2 separate regions of the Zea mays genome follow, and region 1 is linked to region 2. The links are chromatin contacts, called in public Hi-C maps. All regions are on one chromosome and are shown on one strand. The core of a region is the stretch at or near the end of the contact, and the rest is flanking DNA. Distances in the headings are between cores, read along the strand shown. Region 1 holds the start of LOC100381584 (SCP1-like small phosphatase 4b). Region 2 holds the start of LOC100384816 (putative cytochrome P450 superfamily protein).

Evidence for each region. Hi-C and Micro-C count contacts between places; a contact is called where the count stands out from the background.
Region 1: a contact with region 2 is called in a Hi-C map of ear, with 1.8 times the contacts expected there. The contact joins the promoter of LOC100381584 here to the promoter of LOC100384816 in region 2. A contact is called at or near these places in 2 of 25 Hi-C or Micro-C datasets (ear and leaf).

Annotation. Positions count from the first base shown.
Region 1 is chr8:149,637,907-149,640,739 of Zm-B73-REFERENCE-NAM-5.0, forward strand. LOC100381584 (SCP1-like small phosphatase 4b) reads left to right here and starts at 1,286. Exons shown (of 7, transcript NM_001174406.1): 1 at 1,286-1,453.
Region 2 is chr8:149,425,548-149,428,356 of Zm-B73-REFERENCE-NAM-5.0, forward strand. LOC100384816 (putative cytochrome P450 superfamily protein) reads right to left here and starts at 1,503. Exons shown (of 5, transcript NM_001177258.1): 1 at 1,114-1,503. The coding sequence starts at 1,429.

The DNA of each region.
Region 1 (2,833 bases), core at 36-2,535, 210 kb after region 2:
ATAGAAATTATATTATATATGTTTCTAGTGGATATAGAGGGATAATATAGGGACAACCGCTATAGGAGACAGTAATATAGGGGATAATTCTGGACAATGTGGTCATATAGTAAGATGATATAGGGAGGAAAATTTAGAAGGAATCGACAACCTGAGAAGCTAGCTTTATCTCGTTCATGGACTAAAAAAAATTAATATTCATCTCCTAACCAAACATTGAGCTAGGATGGAACAATAAAAAACAAAGCCATGACCATATTCTTCTTATATCTCCAAATCAAACATGTTTACTCACCATTATCTAAAAGTTCCCACTTACTAACATGTTCACGCGAGATCTTATTTTCACTACCCATTAGCCATGACCTTATTTTCACTACCCACATGATTACAATTACATCAAGCTCGTTGGTGTCAAGGCTCATCGCGAAAAAACGTTGCAATCCAGAGCTAAAGAACGGGCTATCTTGCCGCGTTCCTTGCACGTGCGCGCGCTCCAGTGCCGCGCCGCCGCTTCCGTCGCCTCGTCCGGCTCCTTGTCGTCCGCGCGGCCGGTAGAGACGGCGGCGGCCGCACGCTCGTGGGGCTGCCGGCAGCCGGCAGCGCGGAGTACGCTCTGTCCCGGGGCAACTGCGCGACTGCAAGCTGGGTAAAGAAGATCAAGCGGCGTCCTCTGGTCCACGTGTATACCCCACCACCAACTCCTCCATCAGTTCCGTACTCGGTACTCCGCGGGCACAGGCACACTAGCTCCTGTCACTGGCTGGATGGTCCCACATACATTCGCCTAATATGTCAGTGACGGAATGCAAAGACGCGTACGACTAGTATGCCGACCTGATAAAGTAGGACCAGGAGCTATAAATAAACGGGTGGACTCAGCCCGGCATGATGAGCTACCACATCCTCACCGTCCACGTGTACCCTTCCGGCCTAAATATCCTACACACACTGGACGAACTTTCTAACTCCGTAACTGACATTGAGGCTCGCGCTAGACGCACCCCGCCTGTCAGTTGGTGAGTACGTTTTAGAAGCAGCGTAACGGAGGTGCAGGGCCACGAAGGCGGAGTGGGGAGAGCCGCAACCCACCGTGAAGATGCAAAACCTACATAAATTTGTACCTTCTAGTGTGGCGTCCAAGCAGGCCCCGCCTTGCATGCCCCACATGTCTGTGGTTGTGAACGGAGGGAGGTTATGCCTGGTCTTGGCGGACGCGGATCGGTCGCATAAGATTATGTGGTGCGGGATTAGCGAGCCATCGAGCTGTCCCCTCCCTGTGCTCTACTGCTCTTGCGCCTTGCTAGCTTGCTTGCTTCCCTGCTCCCTCCCTCCTCCTCCTCGTCGCCTCTTCTCTGGTTCTTCCTGGTGTTTGCCGGAGCGAGGCTAGGCGCAAGGGGAGGGAGCTGCGCTCAGCCAGAGCTCATCGGCGCTACGCAAGCGCGCTGCCTGGGTACGTATCTCTTCTCGTCTCTCTCGAGGTCTGCCTTGTCTGGTCGGAGCCGGAGGTTTCGTCAGCGCAACTTCTTTGCTCGTCTCTCGGTGGTCTCTGTAGTAGTATCCGTGCTTCTTTTCAACTCTTTTGCGTGCGATTGAGCCGGGGACGGCCGCCTCTCACGGTGAATTTAGTGCGAATTTGTGGGCGGCGAGGAGATTTCGACGCGCTTCTGAGAAACGCGGAACCGTTCTGCTCTTTTCTGTGTGGAATTCGAGTTCCCAAAAGACGATCCTGTAGTTCCAGACTCTAAGCGCGACAGACACGTTCGGTGAAGGTGGTTGGCCAGGTCTCTCTTCTCCGCACTTTTTTCTTCACTCCCCGTGAGTCAGCGCTGTGATTTGCCGACGACGAGGAGTGAAGTGAGCCCCTCTTTTTGCGATGTGATGTGAGGAATTTTACGGGGTTCGTTGCGGCTTTGATGTACGGTATATTTCGCCTCCGATTTTCCCTTTCTGTCCTTGCAAGGGAGATTTGTGATGGATCTAAAAACGAAAAGTAGGAGTAGGTGGGGAAGGGAACGGAGGGCATTTTTCTGTCACTGGCTAGTTTGGAAACTCAAATTCGCTAGTTTGGAAACTCAAATTCCCTCCGGGATTGGGGGGTCCCGGAAGGAATTTGAGTTAGGTGTTACTTCCTGCCAGAGGATCCCGAGTATTCGCGGGCCTGTTTTGCTTTGGCGAATTCATTTGTAATATGCTCCCGGTATGTGAGAAGTGGCAACTGCTTTCGAGTTTCGAGTAGAGTATATTTGTTAACTAGTACTATTGTTTAGTCAAAGACGCATAACCTCTTCTTGTTTTGTTTATAATGATTGCACTTTACACATTAATTCCTTTGTCCACAGACTAATCCTCACAATACCAAGTGTTTGTTTTCTCATGTACAACTGATTAGCGGCTTTCCCTTTATAGTGATTAAGTATGTTCTTTCGACTACATTAGGTTGTAGATAATTTACTGTTTCACTTTTTCCCCACTAATGTCTTTAGTGATATCAAATGTTTCAACAGTTGGCCTTTTCCTACTGGAACTGCAGTACTTTGGACATGCTTTTTGCAAATACTTGCATTAAGGATGAATAAAATGTTAAGCAACGACTGTTTAGGGACACAGGAGCCTCATACGTTTTGCAAGACCACTGAAACATTGGAACATTCACACCTTCAAGAGATTACACTCGATAAAACAGCGGCGGGGTCAACGCTAATAAGTCATCAAAATGGTAGAGTCTGCATAGTTTCCAGTGTCATCTACCTGGCTAGATTCATTTTAATCTTTCCTACTGTCAATGAATTGTGCATTTCCTGCTTGGAGATTATATATGGTCAAAGCAGCT
Region 2 (2,809 bases), core at 253-2,752:
AGCAAATCCGCAGCAAGCACAAAGAGAAGGGGAGACAGGGGGTCACCTTGTGACCTTGTCTGACTCCACGACAACAGTGGAAATGACTGCCAGGAACCCCGTTCAAAAGGATTGACGATGAACCAGTAGCAAGAATCCTCTCAATCCATACAATGCAAGTTTCAGAAAACCGCAGGCTCTTCATCATTAGCAAGATTCTAATGTGCTCAATTGAAGCGGGGGATGTAACTGGATAATTGTGTTAATTTTTTCATCCATCAGCATACAATCATACTTGTTGCATGTGATTGGACAATTGTATTGTTAAAGCTATAAAAGGTACCCAAGCTAATTTTGAACCAAACATTACGAACTTCTGTTTCAACTCCTGTATAATCTTACCCCGTGTACTTCTGAGCTAGTGCTAGGAATATAGGCCGGGCTTTTCGGGCCAGCACGAGCACGGCCCGAAAATAGGAGCCCAAAGCACGGCCCGATACGAAATAATATGGGCCGGGCTAGCACGCCCCGAAGACAGGCTTGGGTCGGGCCTCAATTTCCGACCCGTCGGGCCCCCGACACGGCCCACATACATGGACCGGGCTTGGGCCAACACGGCCCAATTAAGCCCAATCTGTTTAATTTCTTTAATTTAGTAAGATATCGACTTTATATTGTTGTTATATTTAGAGTTTATGTGGTCAAATGATGCTAAAATTATTTAATATCTTTAATTTAGTAAACTATGAACTTTATATGGTTGTAATATTTTGATTTTATGTGGTCAAATATACGGCCCGGGCTTGGGCCGGTACGGCCCAAAGAAGGCACGACGTGGTTTAGGGCCGGGCTGGGCCACTGTTTACACTTCAGTCTGGCACGGCACGGCCAAAAAATCTTTTGGGTTTTACTGGCCCGAACCCGTTTGGCACGAAGCACGATGGGCTTGGGCCGGGCTGGCCCGACCCAATTCCCAGCACTATTCTGAGCGTTCACGGAGTAAATATGATAAAAATAGCATGGAATAGGCTCATAAAATAAAAAAATATCGCAACAAATGATTTCCCTTCAATAATTTGAAACAGAAGGAATAAATTTTGGATGTTGGGAATGATCTGAACACAAAGAAATTACCATTCTCCTTCACCGCGTTGTGGAACATGGGTAGCACGCGTGGGATGATGTCGTGACTCCCAAGCGGCAGTGGCTTCGTGCGGGCTTCTCGGTTGAGCCGAGCGTTCTCCCTCACGTCGCCGGTGAGGAGGCGGTACCTGGTGCCCTTGAGGCCCTGGGCCCGTAGGGCTCTGTCTAGCCGCCGTGGCGTCCACCACGCCCACTCAAGCGTCCAGGCCGCTAGCCACACCAGCACCACGGCGGCCGTCGCCGCGCCTGCACGGGCCCACGGAGAGGCCTCCCATAGCAGGTGCAGGAGCAGAGGTAGAGTCGCCATTGGCTTTGGCTTCTTGGTGCACCTAGTGAACGTCAAGCAAAGCAAGTCTCTGCGGCAGAGCTATTGAGCTAGAGTATCCTCTTGATTTCCTTTCCATGGAAAAGTCAAAGTAAGACATCCAGCTCAGCGTGTATATAGACAACAGTATAGACTGCGATGTTTACTAAATGTAGTTTATAGAAGTGAGATAAGCGACTTATTCGGCAATGTAGTCTAGTTCATATTTGCAGCCATAGTGGTTGCCGCGGTGCTAAAAATTGAGGCCAGCTGAACAACTTAAAGAATAGAATAGAAAGACTGCCGGAGATAATCTAACTATCTAACCCTCTTAACTTTAGATAGCAATTTATTTTACCCCTTCACCTATAAAACCAATTGTTTAACCCTTCAACTCTAGAAAATCGGACAAATAACACACTGGACCGTTTCAGTGAGCAGTTTTGATGATGTGGCATTGCAACAAGGACACTAATTTTATCTATTCCAGTTATGTGATCTAGCAGTATCAAAAAATATATAATTCTGCACACAAGTTATTAATCAGGTATTTTATTTTCCCTAATTTGTTTTGGAGTTTTAAGATTAACATATTAATTACTAAAAATAAAAAACTACATGAAAAAGTTAATCTTTTTTATCTCAGATTCATTTCTTATACGCTAAACCTTTTACTATATGTAACTAATACAATTACTAAACTACTAAAATTTTGATTGATTTTATTAAGCAATTTAAGTGGCCTTTCTTTTGATTGCTAAATAAATCAATTTTACGTTTGTTTTTTAACACTTAGCAAATAGTAATAAAAACATCTCAAACTTTTACACAACCCTCGTCTTCTAAATTAACTTATACAAATACTTCTAAAATTTCTAAAGACTTTAAATATGGAGCCATAACTTACACAAATATTTCTAAGGACTTATATGATTCCACATTTAAAGTCCTCGGGAAATTCTGAAAAATATTTGTATAAGTTATTTGAGCTGAGAGGATGGTTAAGGAAAAACCAGATATTGTTTATTATTGTTTGGTAAGTGTTTTAAAAAATAAATGTAAAATTGATTTAGTTAATGATCGATAAAAGGCCATTTAAATTGCATAATAAAATCAACCAAAATTTAATAGTTTAGTAATTGTATTAGTTACCTCGTTTCGTAATTAAACTGCTACTCCTAAAATTCTATAAAAAATAGTGCATATATAATATCTAACTACCAACTTGTGTGTAAAATTATATAAACTTTGTATAATGACATTTTACGGAACTGAAATAGATAAAACTAGTGCCATAGATGTCATGTCAGCAGCCAACACACCACTAGTAGCATCTACAACCACGCCGCTTAGGGGTTATTTTCTTGGTTTTGTAAAGTTGAG